Regions from separate parts of the Mus musculus genome. Here all the other regions are linked to region 5. Evidence: chromatin contacts called from public Hi-C and HiChIP or PLAC-seq data. All regions are on one chromosome and are shown on one strand. The core of a region is the stretch at or near the end of the contact, and the rest is flanking DNA. Distances in the headings are between cores, read along the strand shown. Region 1 overlaps Spon1 (spondin 1, (f-spondin) extracellular matrix protein). Region 2 has its middle 43 kb from the start of Far1os. Region 3 overlaps Spon1 (spondin 1, (f-spondin) extracellular matrix protein). Region 4 holds the start of Far1 (fatty acyl CoA reductase 1). Region 5 holds the start of Spon1 (spondin 1, (f-spondin) extracellular matrix protein).

Region 1 (2,700 bases), core at 103-2,602, 200 kb before region 5:
TGACTATTGTGGGACACCTGAGAGACAACAGAGGACCCTGACAAAGAAGGGTGGACAATATCATCTGGAGAAGAAAGTGAAGACCCAGATGCTTGAAAGAGGGACAGGAGATGAGATATGGGGGAGACGGTTGAACTGGTGGGAAGGAACCAAGCCCTGGAGCCAGCAGGCAGGGACACGGCCCAGTGTCCCTCTTGCTCTCTGGTTTGGACAAGAAAGCTGCTGCTGTGTGTGCTCTGTGCTCAGGAGTTACCCTCATGCGTCAAATGGCAGTGGTAACATGTCTGCTTTATGCAGGGTTAAAGGGAAGGATCCTAACATGGTACTGAATGCCTAGCAGGAGATCAAAGCATCAGTAAGTCGTGACAGTGATCATGGACTCCATGGAGACAGGATTTTTAAAAAATTAGTGCTAATGGACAGATGTGAGAGATATTTTACAATATCACAAATTGGGGGCATATGAACCAGGACAATAGTTGCTTTGCCTATAAGATTAGAAAAAATAAAAGAGGGGATTTCCAGAACTGGTAGGGGCAGGGGACGGACACTTGGACATGCCATTGTATGAGAATGGCCTGTTTGGGAACTATTTGGTAATATCTATGATAGCTGAAAAGGACAAATACTCATGAACTCAACTATTCGACTTCTGGAAACTCATTATGAATAAGTAAAAAAACAGGTAAACACACATAAGTAGATATTATGAATGTTTACCGCATAACTGTTTATAGCAGCAGTGGCACAAAATTGAAGACGACCTAAATGTCTATCAGTCAGAGAAAGTAGAACATAGCACAGGGTTCCCTGCAGTGGAGTATAAGAATGAGACAGAGCGGTGTTTGGAAAGCTATCCATAAGAGTACATAAAGTAAAATAAAGTAGTATGCTGCCCAGCAAGTATAGCGCTGCTCTATCATTGTAAAAATGTCCTATACATAGATAGATACCAACATCTGTGTAAATGTGATAAAGGGTTAGAGATGACACATACCTAGCTGAGAAGGGGACCACTATTCAGGGTTAGAAGGTAATATGAGAACTGGCTAATACTCTTTAAAAAATAATATATACGTTATTTGTAGCAACAGGAGTCTCCCATGTATCCCAGCACACAGTGAGAACAAGTCAAAATAATGATATAATGATTGATAATTGTTCAATCAGTGATGGAGCACCAAACCATGACTTTCTTATCTGCTTCTGAAATGGCCCTAGCTTGCACAGCTGCTGAAGGAGGCCTAGGCATAGGCCCCTCCCTGGTCTCTGGACAGCTTGTTCTATGCTCTTTTAGGGAGGTTCACACAGGGTTTCAAGCACACGCTGACCTGGGCCACTGTGATCCAGATGTTGGCTAGGACAGGAAAAACCCAATTGTGAAACTGTCCTCAGAGTTCAAAGTGCTGAGCCCAAATGCTACCCTGTGCGTGCCAAGGCCCCGGCATTGCAAAATGCACGTAGTTATACAAACTCAAGAAAACCAAATGTTCTTCCTCCCAGTGTTATCAGAAGAATTCCAGCTCATGGATTAAGATAGCATCAAGTGACATTCCTGGATGCTTTCCCCTGTCTAACTGCCCATGTTTCCAGAGAGACAGCTGCTGGTTTTTGAAAGGATGTCATTTCATAAATTTCAGTCCTCTCTTGTGGAAGTTCACAAAGCATTTAAGGCCTCAAGACTCGGTGTCTAAGTGGGCTTCAAAAATCAGCTTAAACATCAAACTGTTCCTTCCCATTATGTTCACTTGATCAGACAAATTCTAGACATCTGAGAAGATGTGCTCTCTGACTTAGAAGGATTTAATGGATTGAGGTGGCAATAGCAAGGAAGGGGCTGGAAGTAGGATGGCAGCAGGGATGGGAGGTGGGGCCAGAGCTGAGAAGATGCCAGGAAGCCTCTGGAGGCAGAGAGCTGAGCCAAGGACACCCAGGCTTGGAGAGATACTCAGCCTCTGCAGAGGGCTTAGGCAGCAGGGTAGAAAGCTAGGTCTGTGGCAGTGGGCTTAGGCACAAGGCCAACGGGAATTGCCCAGATGGCAGGACTCTGAGTGGATATGATCTCTAGCAGGAGAGAGCACGTGGGAAACCATGCAGAAGAAAGGGGCTGGAGACTTGACAGAGAAGACAATGTTTGCTCCTTGATTCACCTTCCATGTCAGCTCTGTTTGACGTAGGGGCTAAAGCATTTTTTAGATCCTTAACAAGATTGCAGAGGGACTCTATAGTCATCTCATGGACGTGCAGGCTGCCTCTAATTTCTATTAGGACCATCCACACAGCAAACCTTCCTGTGCATTGGACTCTTCCTGTATTGAGGACGATTTCCTAAGAATAGATTCTGAGAAGTGGAACAACTGGGTCAAAGGAAAGGAACATATTTTATGTGTCTTAATATACAGTGGAGAGCATTTGGAGAGCCAAATTGCTTTCCAAAAGGTTGGTTGAACCCAATCGCTTTCATTTCAAACAAGATTTTATGGGTGATTATGCAGGCCTTTAATGAGATGTTTGGCTCAGAAATGATAGTACAAAATCTGACATTTATTCTGTGCTAATCATAGCTTTTCTACCCGTGCTCTTATTTAATCCTCACAACAAGGCAGTGTGACAGACATTGTTCTGCTGGTTTCACAGATGAGGAGACAAGCTCACTGAGATTAAGCACATTCCCAAGGTCACATGCTCAGTGGGACGGGT
Region 2 (2,700 bases), core at 18-2,517, 160 kb after region 5:
CTTTAATCAGCCGCTTAACTACTTAACCATGAAAACGAGCTTCCTGGGGCTAATGAGAGTTGCCCAATTTGCAGAAACAGGGTGTTTATTTTTGTAGCACAATTTTCCAGCTGCCTGCATCCTGCATGCTTTACGGTGTTAGCATCTGCTTATGCAGCATTGTTCATGGATATGGCTTTGCCTGAAGGCTCCTTCTGGAGACTAGGGGACAGAGCACGTGCTGGGTCTCTAGGGTTGAAAATTGTATTCAGAAACCCAAGCAGGCATCCAGTCTTGACCCAATAGGATCTGTAAGTCGGTTACAAGTTCTTTATATTTCCAACTAGTCAAGAATAGGGTAAGAAAGTAGGCTGAGTTCTGGAGATACTTTGAAATAGCAAGAAAAACCTACATGACCTGTAGCCAAACAGATGTGGTCAGCACATCCGTAGCTAGCTATTATTCAGATATTTTCTCATTTTTCCCCCTTCTTTTAAAAAAAAAAAAAAAGAAGGAAAAACAAAAAACAAAAAAACAAAACCAGGTGCTCTTGCAGCAATGAGTTGTATGTGTTCCTAAGGGGAGGGAAAGAAACACACTCTCTGCAAAATCGCAAACTAAAAATAATTAAGACTTATGGGAAAAATAGGACGGCGGCAGACAACCCCAAATAGATAACCTCCGTGAAAGATGCCAGTGGTTTAAGAAGAATGTCCAGTTCCTAATACACAACACAGCCTGGAGAAAATAGAGGACTCTGCCTTTAAGACAGGAAGAAAGGACAGCTTGATGGATGTCAATGTAAGAGAAACTACGACCTTCTGAGTTACCTGGAGAAGGAAACACGCACCCCCTACCCTACACCACCCCCACCACCCCCACCACCCCCACCCCACCCCCACCACCCCCACCACCCCCCCACCCCGGGCACAGGATCAGTGAGACCTGACTGACAAGTACTCCTAACATGGACTGGAGACTTCCCTGAGGCAAAAGGCCTGGAGTTGCTGGGAGCTGCAGGAAATGCTGTCTCTCTCCCTCCGTGCTGTATCCAGCTGGGTTCCTGCACTTTGCCTGCATCTTCCAAGGCCTGCCAGTGCAAAATGTTGGCAGGCCGGGAGCCTCGCAGATGAACCGCATTTCACTGGCGTTGTTCCATTTATCAAGCACATTTGAGCTAATTTATGTTAAAATCACACACAAACACGCAAGTGTGACAGCAAAACAGACTGAGCGTGGGCTGCTTCCCCAGTACACATCGACATTACCACCACCATTCCCCCTGCTGGCAGGATCAGGTCCAGTCAGCCCTGCTTTATCATGAGAGTCACAGATGTCCGTATCTCCCAGCAGGGCCTTGGGAACCCTATCCTGGCTCCTTGGCTTTGAGCCTTCTTCATGTCTAAAGTGCAGTACTATGGTAAGCAATTGAGGCATTTATGTATTCACAAGGTTATTTCAGCTACCCTTGAGAAAATCTGTCTAGAAACGACAACACTTTTGCTAATTAAAGTGCCCAGATGTAAATGGGGCTTCAAGCTTCAAGTTGGGGACACAGATTTGGTCCCTCGGTATGTGTGTTTCTCAACTACCTCCATTCTCCCCAGTTCTTTGCTTCTCTTGGTGGCTCCTTCCCCACCCCACCCCCCCATCATCATTTCCCACTGATGGTGCCTAGACCCTCCAGTTCCAAAACCCTCACAGGCAGCAATCCTGAAAGGGAATGACCTTCTCTTTCCTAATGATTTTAGCTAAAAAAAATAATAAAAGCAAAATCATGATTCTCTCGTTTAGATGCTTATAGGCATGCTCGGTGACTTTGAATTCTAAAGTGATCCAAGGATGAAGTCTCTGGACAAGCCAGAGTGAGCTGGCCCTTGGTCCCACCCAAGCCATGTGTTCAAAGACAAGGAGGTATCTCTCTTCAAAGCAAAGCAGAAAGAGATACCCATCCTCCAGGGTGCTCTGAATCAGACACCCATCCAAGAGTGTTTCTCATGAACATGACCCCTGCAAGAGACAGTTTACCTTGGACTTAAAAGAAAAGGAAAAGACAGTCCAAACATGGCCTCAATTCACTACTTATTAGCTTATAAGCAGATGTGCTATGCTGGCAAGAAAGATAGACAATTACAGACTTGGCTGACTTCACTTATATCTTCCCAAATGGTAGGCAATTGTAAACTTCAAAATCTCTCTCTCTTCTTGCTCAAGGACAGCCAAACACTTGTGTCCCAGAGAGCTAAATGGCCTTTGCCTTATGGGAGAAATATCATGCTTTTGTTCTAAAGGTAGTCACATTGAACCTCCAGATTTGATTGAACCAAAGTAGAAACCATTGCAAAAGTTGCCTTTAAGAGAAAACTCCTGGTCCAGAAGAGAATCTCAGGGACCTCATGACCCAGAGGGAACACATCTGACTCTAGAAGTCACACTCTTTGAGATGTGAATCAGGAGTCACTGAATTCGTGGGCTTCCTTTGTGTAACTCCCCCGGGATGGGCAGGATGAACATTCTTTTGGAGTTTCTCCTATTATAAATGATAGAACATACAGTCGAAAGTCTTTAAAGAGATAGAAGTGAAGTGAATTGAGTGATTTATTGGCTTATCTAAAAAGTCTAAAATTCAGGTATGGCTCGATCCAAGTGGTTTAAATGATGGATGTTTAAAAATGAAAATTTTCTATATTATGTTTCCTCTCTGGCATTATCATCAGACTT
Region 3 (2,700 bases), core at 22-2,521, 220 kb before region 5:
TCCAAGCAGGCCACGTTTCTGTTCTGAAGGGTTTCTTCTTTTAGGGTCAACAAGCAGGGAGACTCTGCATTACCTCCATGACTCCTACATGAGTAACAAGTGGGATTCTTCCAACAGTTTTCTCATTGCAAGGTCTGGTCTGCCTAGGGATGGGGCCCAATCAGTGGAGAACTGAATCTGGGCGTTTTCTACCAAGACAAGATGGAAGAAAGGACTAAAACCAACCAACCAACCAACCAACCAACCAACCAACCAACCAACCAACCAACCACAAAAATCAAGGTCAGGATTAAATCATCATCATCACCACCACCACCACCACCAGCAGCAGCAGCAGCAGCAGCAGCAGCAGCAGCAGCAGCAGCAGCAGCAACAACAAGAACACAAGATCAACAATAGTGTGAAGCCACACATCAAACCAGAGTCAGAGAAACTTCTTAAAGAGAAATGTGGGGGCAGACCCAGTGAAGGATAGGAAAGAAATCACATATGTATTGGCAATAGTGTGCTGTGTGCTGCATGCTTGTGTGCACACATGGGTCTGATGGATAACCTATAGCAGCTGGCATCTGATGGCACAGAACACTGGTTTAGCCGGTTCACTTAGAACATTTCTGAGGGAAGACATGTTTAGTTATATCCAAGATGCAGCCTAATGCATCTTGCTTAGGAAAACAGTGTCCACCCAATGGATCCAGGGTGTGACTTGTTAACTAATTATAGTATTCATTTCAATATTTCTTGTATGACAGCTAGTCAATTGCTTGGCTATTTCCCCATCTGGATCAAAAGACCTTTGAGGATAGACTGTTTCTTATTCTTTCATAGCATATACTGGAATGCTTTGTACATATAAAGCACTCAAAAAACATTTTGATTAATAGCCACTGCCAATCTTTTGGGTTGGTGTTTTTTTTTTTTTTTTTCTGTTAACATTAGTAAATGGATTAATAATGGTTTTGATGGGGCATTTTTTCCTCTAAATGATATAATCTAAACAGAAATATATCACAAAGGAGCAAAAATTAAACCTTAGGTAGAAGAGTTTAACATATTTAAGGAGACATGGGGAGAGAGACAAGAGGTGAGAAACGCTGACTCAGCTCAGCATTCAGATTTTCTTCTAAAAACCTCCCAAGCCTTTTCCACACATGGCATTTTAACGCTGTATATTTTTTCTACAGTGTTTTCCCTACTTGGCCACAGAGTTTCATTTATTAATGAAACATAATTAGGCCCCGTTTCAAAAGGAGGAACAAAGGCCATTTTGTCCTGCTCTGAAGCTTGGTTCAGCCGGGGTCACAGTGATTGTCAGCATCTCTGTTTTCAGGCTACATAGACTTGGATGCTTCAGCAAGACAACTGGGGGGCCAGTTGGTCAACTTCCCATTCCCTGGAGCCCCTGAAAGCAGTCCTCCCAAGCTCTGGAGTCTGTGTTCACTGATCATAAATACGGGTCTATGGCTTCACGTCCCACTTGGCAAGGAGAGTGTGGTAGGTTCACTGCCAATTCTGTCATTTCTCAGGGCCCAGAGCTATCTTGTGATGGCTCACCAATCAAGCTCACATGCTGGCCTTCCGGAACGGGAGCTTTCTACCAAAGCGATTACCGTATCCTCACTGATTAGCTGTTGCTTCTGAAAACATTCAAAAGACTATGGAGATATGGACCTCTCACGCAAATATAATTAGAGGATAATAGAGAAAGACAAATGAACAACACTGGGAAACACGGCACTGCCTTCTGTTTATTGAAGGTCGGCAAACTCCATATTCACTATTACAGTTCTTGTAAGAGCCCTGTTAAATAATCTGAAAGCTGTATGTGTCAGGTGGTGTCAGGTGTCAAGTCACATGGTCAAAGTCATATAGATAAATTAGTGATGGATCCTGTATGAAAATTTATGTCTGATTCTATGTATGAAATATGCAAAGGTATTAAGTTACCTTCATGGAATACCATACCTTCTTACATGCTAGTTGACGACAATGCTCAGTAACATGGCTGCTACTCCACAGCGAGATGTTAAATATGCTGACCGAGATCATGGAATTAATGCATTCTATTTAGCCAGTAACTTATAAAAAAATCACATATATGTATGTATGTGTATACACACACACACACACACACACACACACACACACACACACACACACATATATGAACAGAAGGCTCAGAGTAGTAATGAAGTCCTTTTAACTCCTATGAAACAGAACTGTCAAGCCAATTTGATTTATTCTCTGTGACAAACTTGACCTTAATGGAGGTTATTTCAAGAATGCAAAAATAGCTAAAAAAGATTAACATTCTAACACTAACATCAGGTTAAGTAATCCATTAATAGCATAGCAAACATCGCGAAGAGAAATCCTTCAAGTAAAATAATTTACTGGCTTAGCTTAGAGAGACCTATTTTAAATAATTTACTAACAATGGAATTAAAATTTTCACTTCCAAAATGTGGGCAAAACAAATATAAATATCATCACAACTTTGTATTACGAAACTGTAAAGAATAACTTCCAGAAAAGAAGATTTAAAAATCAGCATCACTGTTATACGCAATATATTATCATACATTATAGTTGTTTTTATATGTCATAGCATTTGATATGAAGTTGACATATACCTTGAGTTACCTGGGAAGAGAGAATGTCAGCTGAAGAATCAGATTAGGTTGGCCCAGGGCCATGTGT
Region 4 (2,700 bases), core at 87-2,586, 250 kb after region 5:
AAGCAGTTGACAGCAACACACATATACTAATGTCTTTCTTAAGTGAAAATATTTTTTGTTTATTTAACTACAAAACTAGTCTCAAAAGTGAAAGCAACTGCCCAACAAGCATAAAACAAATTCCACTACATTAAAAAGATTGCTCATTCAGAACTGCACAACTACATTCACACAGTATCACTTCTGTTTTTGTAAGACACCTTGCACCATCCTCATGTCATATTACCCATCCATTATCCATCCCCAACCAGACTCTTTAAATGTTGCCCTTAGCACTTTTCTTTAAGAATTAAGCAATTTCCCAGTCCAAAAAAAAAAAAAAAAAAAATCAAAGAATACTTAATACCCATTACTTCTAAGAGCTAAGTTTGTGTGAGCTGTGGCTAAACAATCAGATGGATCATCCAGGGGACAGCATAAAGGTGAGCTAATGATCAGCCTCAGTAGGTAGCTACGTTGAGTGTTCCGAGCTGTCATCCTGAGATACTCTCTCTCAACTCTGTACTCCCAACTCACTCCACTGTTCACAAAAGATCCCCACCCTTGAGCAAGCACACAGAAATCCACCTTGACTGTTCCTTGTGTACTTTCCAAGAAACCAAATAACGCCTTCTAGTCAGACAGCCTCCATCCACCCCTCATCTAAAATCCACTCCTCGGACACCTTCCGGTTTCTGTGTGTACCTTCTCACACTCCACATGCCCTGTCCCCATTGGTCCAGAGACCTTAACCTTCAAACCCCAAACCAGTTCTCCATCTCTCAGCTGATTTCTCCGCAACGCCATTGATACCTACTTCCCAGAGGCCGATCCCACTCTGGAGCAGGGGCCTCCTCACTGGACGCCCTCTCCAGAGCATCACCCCTTTCCCATCACTTTCTTCCTCTCAATCCCAGGCCGCCACCCTCCTCCGTTAACTCGGGCCCCCACCGTGGCCGCCTCTGCGCGGCCTCCCCCCGCAGACGGAACCCCTGCCTCCCCGGGTTGCAGGCCAGGGGCCTCTAAGCTCCCTCGCCGCGGCCCTGGCAGTCGGGAGGGCGGCGGCCCGGCCACGCCGCGCAGGGACAGTCCCAGCAGAGGAGGCGCCCCCGCCTCCAGGCGGCCGTGGCGGGGCGGGGGCGGGGCGGTTCGCAGGCCCCACCTCAACGCAGCCCGGCCTAGGACTCCCGCAAAACGGCGGCCAAGTGCGGAGGGGCCGCGGCCGAGCCTGCGACAGAGCCCGTGCCGCTCACCTCGACGCGGAAGCTCGGGCCTCGCTCTCCCTTCAGCGATGGCTACGCCGTGGTCGCGCTCTCCTCACTCGCTTTTCACCGCCCCCGACCGGCTGCTGAAGAGCGGACCGACAGCGGTGCGCCCATTGGCTGAGAGCGCTATGGCGTCACGGGTCCCGACCGCGCCTCGGGGTCTGACTGGTTGGCGTGGCGCCTCTTTTCCACGTCTGCTCCTGATTGGCTCTTGCTCACACTCTTCCCGGGAGAACCGCTCACCCTCCACTCTTCTTCAGCCGCCCACCCCAAACCCCCCAGGCAGGACGGCCAATGGGGGAGCGGAGAGAGGCCGGGAAGTGGGCGGCTGGGCGGTGTGGTCGGGGAAAGCGCAGCCAATGGGCGCGCGCCGCACATCCCCGCTCAGCAGCGCCGCCCCCGGCCGCCCGCTTCCCGGAGGGTCGCGCCCTGGGCCACGCCCGACTACCCTGGCGCGGGAGCCCAGCCCACGCAAAAGGTGCGGGACAAGTGGCAGACGTGAGAGCCCGCCCCGCAGCCATCGCGGCGTGCTTGAGTACTGCCAACGTGCACCCTGGCGCTCCCCAGATGGGGCCGGCTACCCTCGGTCTTAACTGAGTGTGAGGATCCTCCCTGATAACTGCCAGCTTGGTTCCTTCGGAATGTGGAGCCAGCACTGTATGGACCTTCTGAAGGGCCCATCGGGAGGACTGGAGCCCGCGTCCATCCTCCCCGAGAGACTGTCCACCTAGTCCTTCCTCCTTCAAGACAATCCCGTGCAAGATGTAGGGACAGTGAGAGAAGTTTCAGCGTTGGAAGGTGGGGCGTGTGCTGAGAGCTAGGGTGCACGGGAACTTGCTGAGTGTCGCGAGCTAGAAGGTAGATACGCGTAGTTAGTATAACAAGTTTTATTTAGTTATGCTTTGGGTCTTCACACAATATAAACACTCTGAATTCCTAACTACGGTCCTAAGCCTATCTCCCGAGGCTGCTTACCTATGCGATGTATCTTGGCTGAAGGTCAGGTCCAGTCTCAAACAGAAATTTCTGATTCCAGGGGCAGGATCCTAGAAAAGATTCTCCAGCCACAGGGCAGATCAAAGTGGCATCTCTCCAGATGTGCAGAGCAGAGCATTGCTCTTAGTCTCTGCTTATATACTGTTCACTGGGCATCGTGGAGTTAGTTCTAGGACTATCTCTTGTTATCTTTGAGTGAGTGGTGTACGGAGTTATGGTTATCAGGTGCAGCCTTGAGTGTAGTGGGGATCCTGACTACACTATTTTTACATGCCTAAAAAACATTTTTCTAAAAAACTATGCTCATTACAATGTATGAGCTGGGAACCTGTTTTTTCTTGATGTGGTGGTGATTACCCGGGTGTATGAAGAAGATTCGTGGGGCTGTGTGCTTCATGCACGGTGCAATCATTTTGGAAAAAACTATTGCATCCTGGTTATAATCAACACCAGGCTTTAG
Region 5 (2,700 bases), core at 131-2,630:
TCTGAGCCCTACTCTCTACTGAGCTGCGTAAAGCTGGGCATCCCCAGGGCGCACAGCGTCTAGGCCGCCAGAATCAGAATCGCGTTCTGGGAATCCTGGGTCTGTTTTCTATCGTCACATTCCACCTTCCATTGAGAGACTACCCGTGTTGGGTTGTTTGTTTGTTTGTTTGTTTGTTTGTTTTTGAGGACCCTATTGCCATTGAAACCTGTCCTGGAAATCCAAGGGTCTCTGTCTTCTCCTGGGACATAAGAGAGTAATTCGGGGATCTTTCTGTGGACCCTTCAGGTTCCTCCTTCCCCTAACCTGAGACTGGTTAGGGACCCATCCAGGAAGTGAGAGTCCTGCTTGATCTAGAAGCTGGTATCTCTCCTTCGAGGATGAAAACCATGGGAAGAGATGCCCTACCTGGGACCCACCTGAGAGTACCCTCTTCCCCAGAGAGCGATAAGGAGAAATGTGTGTGTGTACTTCACTCTCGCCAACAGCTGGAGCGAAGTCGGGCTCCCTCCCAGCCAGGCTGGTGTGATGTGTGGCTCGGCTGTATTCCCCGGCTCGGGAACCCTGCGTTGGAGACCGGGGCTGTCTCTCCTGCCTGTAGCCTCCCCGACGGCCCCCTCCTCCCCCGACACTGTCTTGTTGGGTATAGTATAGAGCTGGCAGCTAAGGGGCTCAGGGCAGCCAGGTCACGGCCCCGGGCTGGGATGCGCAGACGTGGTACACTCGGGGACTGCGCTCCCGGCTCCAGCCTTGCTCGGGTCAGTGCCCTAGGGGTTCCTAGATCTCCGGTCCCCAACGCCATTCCACTCACCTCGGTAGCTGCTTCCTGGCTTATAGAAGTCAGGGTCGCCTTCCACGCGGAGGCTGAACTCCGTGTATCCCTCACGCCGTGTGCCCTGGGCGCGCAAGATGCGGCTGCAGTAGCCCTCCGACTTGGTCACTTTGTCCAGGGTCTCATCTGAGAAAGCTAGCGCTGCGGCCAGGGGCAGCGCGAGGGCCAGCAGCGCCGGACCCCGGCTAAGCCTCAGGGACACGGGAGACAGCCTCATCCTCGAGGGCCCCCCAACTTTATGCGGATGTTGCAGACCCTGTCAGGACACTCCTGCTCCAAGTGACGGGAGCTGCAGAGGCGAAACCTGGAGGAGCCCGGGTGGCGCTGGCGGTGGGGAGACCGTGCCCGCCTCGCTTTGGCGGCTGCGGAGCTGCGCTGCTCTGAGCGGAGCCGAGCAGCGGAGCTGAGGGGCGGGCGGTGGCGAAGGAGCGCGAAGAGGGAGGGCTGATTTGCGCCCGGATCCCCCAGCGCAGTGCTGTTTTGTTTCTGAGCTGGCGATTAGCGGGCGCTCTGGTGTTTGTTTTGTGAAGCTGGATTCCCAGGGTCTGGTGGGAGAGAGCCGGGATACGCAGACACGTGCTGGCTCAATCTACCCTGCCACCAACGAGGCTGCTTCCTCGGTATCCAGTTCCAGCTTGGGTCCTGTGGACCACAGTGCTCTGAGGAGGGAAAGCCTGCCAACTTAACTTTTGTTGCAAACCTACTCAGTGCCAGGCTGCGCTGCTGCAAGGTTTCCCCGCGGCGGCATCAGTCTACCACGTGCACTAGCGCCACACACCGTAATCATTTATTTATAGACAAGCAGATCCCCGCAGGCCACCTTTGCTGTGCTGGCCCGCTGCCTCTTACCAGGCCACCATATAACATATCACGCTAGAGGACCAGCAAGGAGCCCGAGACTTAGGCCCTGAGAGCAGCTGGCACAATGCCTTGGCCATAATTTTGAAGATTTTTTAAAATGTTTTTCTTTTAAAACAAGAGGAAAAGTTACTATTGAAGAAAATATTTTTTGCTACATATTAGTTTATTCAGCAGTGTATCTAAGCAATCATAAACTGTGAGGTTTTAAGAAGGAGGGGGCTTACAAAAATAAGTGTCTATTGCTTAGGAGCCTGGCCATTTTGAAATGTTCAAAGAAGGGCCTGTGTTTTCTTGGCTTAGATATTTAGTTCAGGCTCTTAGCCTCCAGGGACAGGTTTTTGGGAGAGGCCATAAGCCGGAATCTCTCTCAATGTCTCTCTGCCTCAGCCTTGTCATTTATCCATTGTGAGGTTAGGTCAGACATCCTTTCCAAGCGTGTTCCCTGCCCAGGAAGCATGGGGCAGGAGCGGGCGGCAGCTATTGAACCAGAGCTGTGTATGCCGAAATTTGGCAAAATCTCTCATGTGGAATACTTTGCCTCAGGAGACACCCTACTTGAAGATACCTGAATGCCATTGCTGCACACAAGCCTCCCCTGCCCCCAATGCCCTGAAAGGCTGCATTATTCTCCTTTATTCTTCCCAGGGCCTTGAATACTTCTCAAGTGCCTGCATCTAACAAGCAGTTTCGTCCACTTTCCAGACTCGCCTTTCCTCTTCCTCTTAGATTACAAACAGCCCAATAGAGCCATCAATACTGGAAATTCCATTCCTCACCCCATCCACTAACCACTGATCCCTCAGTCCTATGGTGTGACTTGTACTACCACCGTCAACTGGATGCTATCTTTCAGAAGTCACTGAGGAATAAGCCTTGTGGAAGGCCTTGTGTACTTCTCAGCCTTAGGAGAAAGCATGAGAACTGGACCTCAGCCTCTGATCCAACAGACCAGCTCTCTCCTATGTGCATCTTCAGATCTGGACTGTAGAGTGAGCCAGCTGACTCAG

The links. A called contact is a pair of places that touch in the nucleus more often than the background predicts. HiChIP or PLAC-seq counts read pairs in DNA pulled down with a chosen protein or histone mark.
Region 1: a contact with region 5 is called in a Hi-C map of uterus, with 4 times the contacts expected there. The contact joins the enhancer-like site here to the promoter of Spon1 in region 5. A contact is called at or near these places in 8 of 39 promoter capture datasets (the HPC-7 cell line, embryonic stem cells, hippocampal neurons and 4 more), 4 of 484 Hi-C or Micro-C datasets (macrophages and uterus), 11 of 115 datasets of contacts at active chromatin or transcription factors (SST interneurons, astrocytes, craniofacial prominence and 7 more) and 4 of 9 other capture datasets (adipose tissue, embryonic stem cells, liver and 1 more).
Region 2: a contact with region 5 is called in an H3K4me3 HiChIP or PLAC-seq map of neural progenitor cells, with 36 read pairs. The contact joins the enhancer-like site here to the promoter of Spon1 in region 5. A contact is called at or near these places in 9 of 39 promoter capture datasets (cranial neural crest, embryonic stem cells, hippocampal neurons and 4 more), 60 of 484 Hi-C or Micro-C datasets (the AML12 cell line, the AtT-20 cell line, B cells and 41 more), 14 of 115 datasets of contacts at active chromatin or transcription factors (SST interneurons, astrocytes, bone marrow-derived dendritic cells and 8 more) and 2 of 9 other capture datasets (embryonic stem cells and pancreatic islet).
Region 3: an H3K4me3 HiChIP or PLAC-seq map of forebrain shows a contact between it and region 5, with 4 times the contacts expected there. The contact joins the enhancer-like site here to the promoter of Spon1 in region 5. A contact is called at or near these places in 5 of 39 promoter capture datasets (Sertoli cells, embryonic stem cells, neural stem cells and 2 more), 2 of 484 Hi-C or Micro-C datasets (embryonic fibroblasts and primitive type A spermatogonia), 16 of 115 datasets of contacts at active chromatin or transcription factors (SST interneurons, a beta-TC-6 cell line, craniofacial prominence and 10 more) and 1 of 9 other capture datasets (adipose tissue).
Region 4: an H3K4me3 HiChIP or PLAC-seq map of embryonic stem cells shows a contact between it and region 5, with 14 read pairs. The contact joins the promoter of Far1 here to the promoter of Spon1 in region 5. A contact is called at or near these places in 1 of 39 promoter capture datasets (neural stem cells), 1 of 484 Hi-C or Micro-C datasets (embryonic stem cells) and 2 of 115 datasets of contacts at active chromatin or transcription factors (astrocytes and embryonic stem cells).

The regions. Positions count from the first base shown.
Region 1 is chr7:113,960,978-113,963,677 of GRCm38.p6, reverse strand. All of the region lies in intron 6 of Spon1 (spondin 1, (f-spondin) extracellular matrix protein), which reads right to left. Among named protein-coding and RNA genes, the nearest start is that of Gm51454, 74 kb to the left of the region's middle. Within about 2 kb of position 1,352, at least 55 of the 459 cell types and tissues checked have an H3K27ac peak or open chromatin away from gene starts, as enhancers often do. A contact at or near this core is called in SST interneurons, adipose tissue, forebrain and 2 more, where this site is marked.
Region 2 is chr7:113,606,583-113,609,282 of GRCm38.p6, reverse strand. No RefSeq gene overlaps it. Among named protein-coding and RNA genes, the nearest start is that of Far1os, 43 kb to the right of the region's middle. Within about 2 kb of position 1,267, at least 29 of the 459 cell types and tissues checked have an H3K27ac peak or open chromatin away from gene starts, as enhancers often do. A contact at or near this core is called in the AML12 cell line, the N1E-115 cell line, SST interneurons and 7 more, where this site is marked.
Region 3 is chr7:113,985,337-113,988,036 of GRCm38.p6, reverse strand. The region is part of intron 6 of Spon1 (spondin 1, (f-spondin) extracellular matrix protein); the gene reads right to left. Among named protein-coding and RNA genes, the nearest start is that of Gm51454, 50 kb to the left of the region's middle. Within about 2 kb of position 1,271, at least 11 of the 459 cell types and tissues checked have an H3K27ac peak or open chromatin away from gene starts, as enhancers often do. A contact at or near this core is called in adipose tissue and forebrain, where this site is marked.
Region 4 is chr7:113,512,470-113,515,169 of GRCm38.p6, reverse strand. Far1 (fatty acyl CoA reductase 1) reads right to left here and starts at 1,336. Exons shown (of 13, transcript NM_027379.4): 1 at 1,233-1,336.
Region 5 is chr7:113,764,678-113,767,377 of GRCm38.p6, reverse strand. It overlaps Spon1 (spondin 1, (f-spondin) extracellular matrix protein), which reads right to left and starts at 1,380. Exons shown (of 16, transcript NM_145584.2): 1 at 812-1,380. The coding sequence starts at 1,049.